Regions from separate parts of the Gossypium hirsutum genome. Here all the other regions are linked to region 3. Evidence: chromatin contacts called from public Hi-C data. All regions are on one chromosome and are shown on one strand. The core of a region is the stretch at or near the end of the contact, and the rest is flanking DNA. Distances in the headings are between cores, read along the strand shown. Region 1 holds the start of LOC121203056. Region 2 holds the start of LOC107913097 (probable protein phosphatase 2C 80). Region 3 holds the start of LOC107913063 (F-box protein At5g49610).

What was found. Hi-C and Micro-C count contacts between places; a contact is called where the count stands out from the background.
Region 1: a Hi-C map of leaf shows a contact between it and region 3, with 2.0 times the contacts expected there. The contact joins the promoter of LOC121203056 here to the promoter of LOC107913063 in region 3. A contact is called at or near these places in 7 of 34 Hi-C or Micro-C datasets (callus, fibers, leaf and 1 more).
Region 2: a contact with region 3 is called in a Hi-C map of leaf, with 1.9 times the contacts expected there. The contact joins the promoter of LOC107913097 here to the promoter of LOC107913063 in region 3. A contact is called at or near these places in 2 of 34 Hi-C or Micro-C datasets (both in leaf).

Annotation. Positions count from the first base shown.
Region 1 is chrD11:22,647,464-22,651,289 of Gossypium_hirsutum_v2.1, reverse strand. It overlaps LOC121203056, which reads left to right and starts at 1,414. Exons shown (of 3, transcript XM_041106501.1): 1 at 1,414-1,813; 2 at 1,939-2,154; 3 at 3,795-3,826. The coding sequence starts at 1,562. It overlaps LOC107905340, which reads left to right. Exons shown (of 2, transcript XM_016831989.2): 2 at 185-765. The coding sequence ends at 452.
Region 2 is chrD11:22,720,107-22,724,225 of Gossypium_hirsutum_v2.1, reverse strand. LOC107913097 (probable protein phosphatase 2C 80) reads right to left here and starts at 2,151. Exons shown (of 6, transcript XM_016841547.2): 1 at 1,882-2,151; 2 at 1,216-1,253; 3 at 522-893; 4 at 1-309. The coding sequence starts at 883. It also overlaps the pseudogene LOC107911073.
Region 3 is chrD11:22,519,688-22,523,739 of Gossypium_hirsutum_v2.1, reverse strand. It overlaps LOC107913063 (F-box protein At5g49610), which reads left to right and starts at 2,709. Exons shown (of 4, transcript XM_016841508.2): 1 at 2,709-2,724; 2 at 2,830-2,874; 3 at 3,700-3,805. The coding sequence starts at 3,704. It also overlaps the pseudogene LOC107913061.

The DNA.
Region 1 (3,826 bases), core at 165-2,664, 130 kb before region 3:
TAGTACAAATTTCCAATCGGTGCATGAACTTCTTGTGTATTATATTTCAAATGCTGGTCTTGCACAGCAGAATGGGGTTTTGCTTATAGCTTGGAGTTTTTGGTTCCATTGAAACCTTCTTTGCTGGAAATCTGTTGACGAGTCTCCTAATCGAATTGTGTCTTTTTGTGATGGTTATTTGCAGGATTGGAACGATGCTCGGGAAAGTTTCAAACAGCTGCAGGTACTACAAATGGCTGGGAAAGACCACCGGAAGGTTGGATGAAATCCAATGTGGATGGGGCTTTGGGATTCTTGTTCGTGACCCCTCTGGCCATTTTGTCAAAGGCTTGTCTGGATCGTTGGGGGTCGGGATGGAAGCGAAACTTATTAAAATCATGTCGATAAGAGAGGCTTTGTCTTGGCTGCATGAACCGATTGCCAGGAGGCTGTCCATGCTATTACTAAACTGAAGCAAGACATCTCCTAGTTTGGCACCATTGTTCACGACTATTTACGTTAGAAATCTCAATTTCAACTAATATCCTTCCGTGCTAATAGAGCAGCTCATAATCATCAGCATTTCGTTCTAGTTGGAATGATTTTCCTTCTTTTCTTTATGCTATTTTGGTTTTGGATTTTGCTACTAATAATTTCAACGTCTCTAGCATTAGTCTGTTGGGTTGGGATAGATTTCTCCCTTAATTGCTTCTTAGAACATTATTGTTGTTTTATTTTTTTATTTGATTTCGTTAATGAAAAATAAAAGTTTTATTGATTTAAAAATTAATATTTGTACTAAAAAAAGCTAATTAGAAAACTCCAATGTTATTTTTTTTTTACCTTCCGTAACTCAAATTCTTACAAATAATTTTGTAAATTTTGAAATTTCAAATTTAACTAAACTTTAATTTATGATATTTTTAAAATTTAATGCTATAAATATATTATTATATGCATAATACCATTTTAATTAATGAATTTAATGGGTACGGTTTAAGTCAAGACTGAAATTTCAAAATTTGAAAAGTATAAAGATTAAAAATAATTAAATTGAAAACTAGAGACTAAATTCGCAATTTTAGCATAGTAAGTAACTAATAGCAGGATCTAACCTAGCTGTTACCGATTGGATTAGGATTGAAATATCAATATTCAAGAAAGAAAAAGATTAAGACTAACTAAATTAGAGTATAAGGATTAGATCTACAACTTTCTCATAGTATAAGGACTAGTAGCAGAATTTGACCTTAAAAAGAAATGCGATCTCAAAGTGAGAGACGGCGCCGTGTGGAGTCGGTGGGTTACATGAGAAATGAAATTGACAAGAACACTGGCAAAACCGTCAAATCTATCATCAGATTCACATCAACGGTCAATATCGTCCACAAATTAATCAAGCGTGGTGGCCCGCATATAATGACATTTACATACAATTACTAATTCAGTCCTTTTCCCTCAAAACGGCAAATGGATCAAAATTAAAACGGCGAATCAAAGATCAGTTCCCTTTGTCGGTTTCCTTCCAAATCCAAGTCCACACCATTTCTACTAAACAAAGAACGCAAGAAGAAAAAAGGAAATGAAGAATGACGATACTCTGCCGACGACAACCGCAACGACAACAACGGCGTTAGCGAATGTGAAGAAGGAAAGCTCAGATTCGAGTTTATTTGGTAAAGGTCGTTACAAGTTTTGGGCTTTAGCGGCGATTTTGTTATTGGCATTCTGGTCGATGTTCACCGGAACCGTTACTCTCCGGTGGTCAGCCGGTAACCTCAACCGTTTTTCAGATGATTTTGATAGCCATATTCACGACGATCTAGACGTTCTCGTATGTTCCCCACAAATTTTCTCCTTTTCTTCTTTTTTCTTTTTCTAATTCTGCTTTTGCCTAAAGTTCTGTTCTCACTTCTCGCTACTCAATTCTTTTCTTTTTCTTGTTTCATTTTCGGTTAGGAAATGGAGGAGAGAGAGAAGGTGGTGAAGCACATGTGGGATGTGTACACTAACAGCCGTCGGATTAGATTACCGAGGTTTTGGCAAGAGGCATTTGAGGCTGCCTACGAGGAGTTGACCAGCGATGTGCCTGGGGTTAGAGAGGATGCAGTTAGTGAGATTGCTAAGATGTCCATACGCTCCGTGGATCTTGATCCTCTTCCAGTCCAACCAACGGTGAGGATTTAGGTTTCTTCTCATTGTTAATTATGCATATCTTCGTGTGATCTAGAATAATTCTTGCATTTCAGCATTCGATTAAACACATGCTTTGCTTAACGTGCGATTGTTCAGTAAACTTTTACATGTAGATGAACAAAAGCAACTAGCTTTTTCTTTAATTGCTTCTGGGGTTTTATACGTAGTTTACATTTCATTCAAGTATAATTTCTGCTCTTTGATCCTTTTATGAAACTTCATCTTCCTTTTGGGGAATTTGCATTAAGTGGGTGTGATCTAGAAGTTGGATACACATAGCACCCTAGCAGGAGCTATAAAATTTTGTTGCTAATCTTCTATAGTCATTTTTCATGGTATGCCATTCTAGCTAAGTTGCTCTTCTAGCTTTATCGATTCTTTTATGGATTAAGAAATATCAAGTTTTCTTTTTAGTAATTCACACTAGAGACTAGTCCTTGACGATTGCTAGCAACCTGTCTGCCTCTTTTGGTGGGAAATCAGTTCTTAGTTCTCCCAAAGCTAAAGATAATCTTAATCTGGATGATTTTTCCCTTCTAGAGTTTGAGGTCCAATTAAGTGGCATTTGTCAAGGTGGTGCAAGGACTTTGGTATATTTCAAAACATGCAAGGGGATGGAAACTTAAGGTTTGATGGTTCAAGTTTTTCTATTATGGAATTCTTTGGTACATATGGCCAAAATGAATAAGAGATTAGGTCAATTGATTGACATCAGAGCTTGGTAAAGTTTCTAGTTGAAATAGGTAGGTTTGTGCCTCTCAACCTCTTTGTCAGTTGCAGTATATCTGAATTTGACATGAATTTGCAGCTGTAAACACCCTTTGTTTGCTGTATGTAGTGTGTTTGTAAGGAGACAAATGAACAATGAGCTGAGGCAAACTTTCTTTTCTTACTATGCATTCTTCTCCCCTTATTTATTGGTGTTCTACGAGTTCGAGTGATTTGATATTGTTGATTTCTTCATGCTGGGATCTATACTGAATAACTTACCCATGTTATATGCTCTTGTACTTCGAGCACGGTTGCAGCATGTTTAGTCTCATGATAATTTCTGTTTTCCTGTCTTTTAATGATTGTTTCAATTGGAATGTCGTGATAATGGGGTTACTTTTACTCTGAGATATCCTTTAATTGAATTAGCCGAAGTGTCATTTGATTTTATTTATCTGTTTGGGGTTTCCCTGGTTTACTCAAGGAAGGACATCTAACCAATTAGTTTTTGTTTTTCTTTCAGTTATTCTTCCTGTTGTTTGCACTTTAATTTGATGAACCAGGGGGATACTATAGAATACACAACCTGTTTATCCAATAGGTTATATAGTCATTATGTGATCATGGTTGGATGGTATTGACTGCTCATGACTGAACTTTTACACCATTCAACGTCTCAACGAACAGTCTTATAGTAGAAAACTTTGTTACCTATCATGATTCAGAGGTAAAAAATCATTCAAAATTTAAAGGTAGGTGCGAAAAAGTACAGTTAGAAACCAATTGAATGAATTAAATTAAAGAAGTAGTAAAGTTGTTTATGTGATGCTGTTTCCATTTGTTGGCTCAGTGGATGGAATTTGATTGACTTTAGCTTTGCGTTGTTACAATTTTAATATTTTTGGCAGAAGGGTGTAAAACGAGCAGAGAAAGGTAGATT
Region 2 (4,119 bases), core at 902-3,401, 200 kb before region 3:
ATGATGCAGGCAGTTGAGGATCCTTGTGATTTTATGCTTGAATGGGCCTTCTCTAATACTCTGGCTGGGTCAATGGAACCCTTTGGTTCACCTTGAATTGCTGCCACTGAATTACACATAAGTTCACGGGCAAATTTGCCAGCATCAACGCCAACTTCCACCCAGCCACCAACACCATCAGCTACACCTATGGCTTCGTCATTGGCACAAATGAAGTGAGCATCCTCTCCTCCTGTTTCTTCCTTAGCGGGATGCGGGAGATAACAAGACCCTGAAACTAGTCTAAAGCTTTTCTTGTTTGGAATAGTTCTGAAAATCAACAACAAAGAACCAAACAGTGGAAAATAAGTACATATGAAGATATCGTCTTAAAATGCTTGAGAATAGCCAATGTCAGAAAAGTATAAAGATTATTGTATTTGTAGGTTACTACTTAAATATAATTTGTAAAATTAAGAAAAGAAGTTAAAAGAAGGGACAAATGGTAACATATAAAATAAATAGAAGATAAGAGGACATACTGTACAGGTAAACCTGCAGCCCGTTCATCCTTAGAACTCCCATCAAATGACACATCATGAGCTGCCCTTGAAGAGGTACAAAACAAAGATGAAGTGTGGATACTTTTCATCCTTGGACCAAAAGGAAGATTATATCCGGTATTTCTCTGCACTGCATCACAAAAATTGTACCTACAAACAAGACGATTGTTGCGTTGTTCTTGCTTTCTCAAAATCAGGCTAGCTTTTTGGCAACTGCTTTGACTTCGATCAGCAAAATAAACCCCACTAGGTTTCAAGAAGTCCAAGCCATTCCCACAACTTGCTATCAACTCATCCATATAAACATCTCCGAAAACAGCCTTGGAACCAGACACAGCCATTGTTTTTGCCCTAAGACAAAACGGGTTTCGAATACACCTATTATCAGATAGAGATTTACCAGAGTAAGAGAAAGACTGAATCAACCCTGAATTCACAGACAAAAATTTGAGCTGTCTAAGCAATGAACTTGGTGAGTCGGACAATAGAACTTGTTTTCCTGTAAGAGATCTTTGAAAACCAGTATATACAACAGGTTTTAGCTTAGAAAATACAATTGCTGGCATCTTTAACCCTTATATCAAGTTCCCTTAATTCAACCACTGTTTGAGAGAATACCAGACCTTGTATTGCAAACAAAAGGCTATACGTTTACACGCGTGTAACCACCTACCAGCAATTTCCTCTAAGGAAGCATATTTCTCTCAATACCTGAAATAGCATACAAAATAGAGGTATATTATATTATATATTATATTATATGTATTATGTACATTAAGGTTTGGGCTTTAGGAGCGTAGCTAAGATGCATAAAATTAAAACGCTCACAAAATTCAACAATAAAAAGGAAAGAACGGGAAGAGTTGAAATCACTTAAAACTACTCACATGGCTCAAGAATTATTCAAATTGCATTTAGATAAAATAAAAAAAAAAACCAAACAATATATTAACTGGATTTTAACAAAAATAATAATATTACTCATGAAAAATGGTTTTCAATATATTGTTTTTTATTATTTTCTTAGCAACTTTTGAGCTTCAGAAGAAAAGAGTAACCAAAACATAGCTTAAGTGAACAAATCCCTTTTTAAAGTTAAATATTTCTGGCCTACAATAAAAAGAAAACATATGAATTCTGCATACTTCAATGACAAAAACACATGGGTAATTTAAATTTTTAATCATCAAAAAAGAAGAAAAAAAACGTAGGTAATTTAAAGAATCTAAATGCTGAGAAATTTAATTCACAAAAACTAGAACTCTCAACAACTACCTACAAACTACTGGAGACAATAGCCAAATAAAATGCAGAATTTGATAATGAAAAAAAAAAGAACCTGTTGAAGCGGCTTAATCTGGTATTATTCGACACCTGAATGTTAGAGACAAAAAGGAAAGAAAGCAAAGAGAAAGAAAGAAGAAAGAAGCTCAGAAGAAAGACATAAACGAGAATCGACGATCTCCGGAGCTTCTTCTCTCCCTCTCCCTCTCTCCCTCTCCCTTCGGCTCTGCGGATGCTGCGGATGTTTCACTTTTTCAGGGCAAGCGCTGAATTGAGGATAAACACGTGATATATTCTTGGACACCAACCCAACCCAACCCAACCCAACCCAACCCTCTATTCTTAGGACTTAGATGTATTTATTTCAAGTCCTTCCACCTAGATTTAATAGAAAAAAAATAGATTTAATAGAAAATATTAAATACCATAATTAAATTATGGTGCATAAGTTATAAGAAATGATTAATTTTAGGGTAAACTATACCCATGGTCACTTTTGTTTACCTTAGGTTACATTTCAGTCACTTATGTTTGAAATGTTACGTTTTAGTCACTTACGTTATTGTGTTGTAACATTTTAGTCACTGAGCCGTTAATTGTGGTTAATGGTGTAATGGTAAGCTGACGTGGCACGTTAAATTATCATTTCAAACAAAAACTTTAGGTTAAATTATACAATTGGTCCCCATAATTTTTCATTTTGAGCAATTTAATTCTTTATTTTCTTTATTTTCTTTATTTTCCATTCTCTTCTACTTCTCCCTCTGTTTTCCTACCTTCTTTATTTCTTTTAACATACCAGGATGTCGAATTGGTAGTGAAGAAAGAAGCATGGTATGAGTTTATGGGTTTTGGTTATAGGGTTTTGGTTATAGGCAAATGATGATAGTCGACTTCCTACTTCTTTTTTCACTGCCAATTCGACTTCCTAATTAGTTAAAAGAAATGGGAAAGATATGAAAACAGAGGGAGAAACAAAAGAGAATGGAAAAAAAGAAAAAAGTTTAAAGAACATAAAATAAAAAAAATTAAATTACTTAAAACGAAAAAATATGGGGATCAATTGTATAATTTAACCTAAAATTTTGTTTGAAATGATGATTTAACTTGCCACGTCAGCTTACCGTTACACCATTAACGACGATTAATGGCTCAGTGACTAAAATGTTACAACATGATAACGTAAATGACTAAAACGTAACATTTCAAACATAAGTGACTAAAACGTAACCTAAGGTAAACAAAAGTGACCATAGATATAGTTTACCCTAAATTGTATTAGTTTCTAACCTACTTATAATGTACTGGTTTAATTTTGTATTATAATTAACTTTTAACTATCTATTAGTAAATCTTTAATATTTTGTATTATAATTACTTCAACTTATATTTATATTTTGATGGTATTTTATTTATTATAGAAAAAGTTGAAACCCACAACAAGAGTGTAAGATATGAGGTGACGGTCTGTGGGAGGTTGGTGACTGATTATTTTTAAAATATAGATTAAGCAGATGCGGGGGGTGGATGGGTGAGTGCAATAGACAAATGGAGGGTTAGCGAAGCGGGGAGTTGAAGAGCGACGAGGTCCGTTCTTTTTCTAGGTTTGGGGTACAGAAAGGTTGTGGTGGTGGAGACGCCTCATCCAAAAGTTTTGTCTCTACCTGGATATAAGTTTTAGCTATTGGATATCAAAATTTCTTTCTTAAAAAAATCAATTAAATAATACTAATAAAAAAGGCTACGATCAATCAATTAATCAGTTGAGTAATGCTCAAAGCTTCCTTCTTTGTTTTTTTTCTTTGCGTAATGCTAAAGGCTATAAGACATGGTAAAAAAAATGCTCCAAAATCAATGGAGCCCATAAATGGATTATTTGGCCCAAATAGGAAAGAAAAGGGAAAACACCCAGATAAACATCTTATTCGTTGGGTATATGGTCTTTAAGCCCAATAAACCATTACGGTTTACAAAAGTCGAACAATCCTTGGAATTACATTACTTGAGTTCAACAAATAACCAAACAAATCCATTATTTTCACATAACTTGGGCAATAGTCTAAATACTAGCAAACATAAAATAAAAAGGCATAAATGGTACGAAAGGGAAAACCCAGCACAAATTTACAGATCAACAGAGTGGAAGATCAAGAGGTGGAGGTGGCAAATTCTGCATTTTGCCTTTCCCATTCTTCACTAGAAAAGCCATTGACAGTCCCCATGTTGTGTGCACTTCCAGATGGCAATGCATGAACCACATTCCTGAATTATTCATTACAGATAATAAGTAATC
Region 3 (4,052 bases), core at 1,460-3,959:
GAAAGAAGCTGACTAACTTCTATGGTAACAAAAACAGCAAGATTTACATGGATCTAAAAAACATAGTAAGGGAGAATGCACTTCGTTACCTTCCTGCTAAATCACTTTTCCGGTGCTTTGGAGTTTGTCGGGATTGGAAGCATCTAATATCAACACCTTTCTTTGCGCACAATCAATCAAATTCTTTCCATTCTGTCTCGGGTTTCTTTTACCAATCACAAGCAGGCGTGCCGTCATTCATGTGTCTTGACCCTGTGGCTTATGGTGTTCCAGACCCATCTTTAAAGTTTCTGCCCGAACCTGTTGATATTAGGTCCTCTTGTAAAGGGCTGCTTTGTTGCCAGGGGCGTACTGGTTACAAGGCTTACTACGTCTGCAATCCTGTTACCAAGCAGTGGGAGAAACTTCCAAAACCAGATGCTGATCATGGGTCTGACCCTGCCGTGGTGCTCGTATTTGAGCCATCATTGCTGAACTTCACTGCTGATTATAAGTTGGTTTGTGCTTTTCCATCCGAACTTGATGGATATGAGTTTGAGATATATTCCTCTGAGAAAAGATCATGGATAATTTCTCGTGAGATTTGATTTTCTGAGAGGAAGCTCATGCCTATGTCAGGTATTCATGTGAATGGCACTGTTTATTGGCAGACGATGGGCTTTGGAATTACCGCATTCGATCTCATTTCAGAACGGTTTCAGCTCCTCGATAGTGCAGTTGGGACCTTAGGAATGAGGAATGGGAAGCTTTGTTCGGCATACGTACATGCTCAAAACTTGGTCGTGAATATGCTATCCAATACTCACTCCAATACCATGCAAATGAACAGCCATGCCAAGATGTGGGAAGAAATGCAACCCAAGATTCATGTTGATATTTCATTACCCGCATCATCTAATAATAATGCTTCGGGTAGGTATGGATATGGGCATGGAGGAGTAGTGTTTATTGGTGGGGATGTAGTGTTGCTTAGTAACGGGAACAAGTTTTATTCTTATGACATGAAGAAGAGGGCCTCTAAAGATTTGGGTGAACTTGATATTGATACCAAGGCAGGAATTGTTGGGTATGTGAATAGCCTTGTTGAGCTCTAAGACCAGGCGCTGCTGTTTGTATGGACCGGCCTTGACAAGAACACCCTACACAATCTCCCTCTTTTATTCTCATTATCAGGCAAAATATTTCGTTAGTCCATCCGACATTTGTAAATATGTTTTTATTGTGTCTTTTATTTTATTTTGTTATTAAATCTTTTTTGGTCCTTTTGTAGTAAGGATCTATGATACAAAGTTGGTTTAATAGTTAACTATTGGGATTTTTTTTCGTGTTTTAGAAAGGTAAAGTTTGTAATGTGAGAACTATGAGGTGTCATAGTTGTTCACTTATTTTCTAATAATGTGATTGGGAGTTCAATCTTTATTTGCGAGAATGAAAATATTATATGATTAATTATTCACTTCCTCGAGAATCACCAAAACGGTTTGTAATTTCATGATTACTTTTTTAGCAAAACTATAAAATATTGTGGATTTAGCACCTTTTTCCTTTTTCAATGATTATTTTTGTTCCAGGCAATGACATATCTTAGAACCGTTTTGCACATAATCTATAAAACAAATTTATTAAAATATAATGGTTCAAGAATATTGTGATTGTTTGTATATGTTTTTTAAATATTTTATTTTTATATTAATAAAATTAAAATATTGATATATTTCATATTTTAAAAATATAATTTAAATGAATCTAGATATATTTAGACTTATCTCAAGATTTATTATGAATTTTAAAAAAATAAAAAATAAAAAAATTTTAAAGTTTAACTTACTTAACATTTCTATAAGTTTATAATTTTGTAAAAGTTTTAATAAAATTAAGTTTGAAACGAAGGTGTCCACGTTTATTATGAAATAAAAATTTTAAATGTTTTTTTTAATTTTTATTTTGCTGACAGTGAAGATAAATAAACTTATGAGGAATTAATGAAGGCTTAAATGTGTGCATCAATGTCACTTTTTTTAAAATTCTCTCGCCTATATTATGATGTGCAAAAGAGTTATTGACAAATGAACCTCTAGAATACAACGAAGCTCAATCATTGTCTATTTTTTGCACTGATGGAAATAGTTCACTGAGCAAAGCATAGCAATGATATCATTTTCTATAAACGAATTTATGCAATAATTCTTTATAAAACAATCTAGAAATATAAAAGATTATGAGAGATTAAAAAAAAACTTTTGATGTGTTTTTCTGGTGTGTCATACAAATGAAAGTTCACATAACTATCTAGATGGATAGTCATATCTTTAGCAATGAATATAATTATTCAATAGATATCTAGTAGAATAATTACGAAAATTTGTTAATAATCAACTAATATAACTTTTGAATTTAAGAGACATAATTCATCACTATAAATATTAACGACTTTTAATTAATAACCAAGTGAAGTGACATAATTTTTAATTACTTATAACTTTTCATTTTTTTGATGAAAGTTCAAAGAGTTATATACCTTTTAACCTTCTCTTTTTAACCCACACACTAGTGTGCTATAACTTAATATATAAGTCTTGATAACAAAAATAAAAAATGAACTTAAAAATTTCATAGAAATAAATATTACAAAAAAGGTTAAAAATGATATTAGAACCTTTTAAAAAAAAAGTGGGCATCGAGGCAGCCAATCATATGTTTAACCTAAGAAATCTTATCGACCAAGTAAGTTATTGCGTTAGTCGTAAGCCCGAAAAGGAAGTTCAATGTTATAAACTTTCTCAAATTCTTTGAAGCATCTTTGAGGGATCAAATCTTTTTCATTTTCAGGGTTTTGCCTCGCTCGGACTCTCTGCTGCCTTCAGTACGCTTTGGGTTAGCTTTGTTTTCTTGATCTCTTTCTGTTTGTTTGATAAGAATATTAAGGATAAAATGAAAAACTTTTTGACAATAGGATTTCCGTGTAGTATCGAAAAACCAAGAATTGTAAAGTATTAAACTTGATGCTTCAGTGTCTTTTTCTGTTTGACATGTCTATTTCCGGGGACCGGTCAACTGTGTTGACTTGACTTAAGTCGTTTAGTGTTTTCTAAATTTATTTTTAAGGCTTTCGTGGGCTTTTTTCAACCCCCTTTTTCTTGGTTCTTTCTGTTTGCTTGCTCAGAAATAAAAATCCAACAAGAAAGAAAATGGGGCTAAGGAAAGAATTTTCTTCGACTGAATTTCCATGTAGTTTCTTGAAGGCGTAAATTTCGTGCCAAGCTTCGTACATGTTCAGTTTCCTTGTGTGGGTCCCAAGCAATTGCTTTTTTTACTTCGATTTTCTTTTTTTCTTTTCATTGTTTCTACTTTTAAGCATTCTTTTCTATTAAGCATTTCTCTCAACTCTTGACTAGCCTTTCCTTGAATCAAGAAAGGTTTGTTTCATAGGAGTGATTAGTTTGGCTTCATTTTGTTTCTATCTTATCAGCTGTTAATTGTAAATTCCTTGCTACTTCTTTCTTAATGTCTATTATCATATTTCAACTCTGTTTTTGTTCATATTCTTTGTTGTATGCTTTTCAATGTTAACCATGCCATTTTAAGGTTTGACTTTGGTTGCATTATTAATATTTGTGTGTGTACAGCAATCAAGGGTGTTAACAAGCTTACCAAGGCATTGTTTGTCATTTACCGACTAAATCAAACATATGCCTGCAGGTTTATGGCCGATTTCGAGGGCAATAATCGAGAAACATTGGAAGATGACTTCTGTCTACTTGAAGATTCAGATTTAGAGGGGGATGTTGATGAACGTTTTTATGAGGTATGCAATGTCTTTAGTTCATTTTTTTCTTTTTGTCACTCTTAATTCTAAGCGTGAGAACATGTCCATGTGGAGTTGCCCATATAGATTTTTGTGCTATTGTCTTCTTTAAGCTTTGTTTTGTAAGTTAGAAGGTCTAGAATAGTTTGAACTACGATCTGTTTGATCACTTTCTTGTTTTATCTCTTATGCAAATGACTTCTTAGTCTTTTCTGCATTTGTGAAACAAACAATAATGGAGATTGAA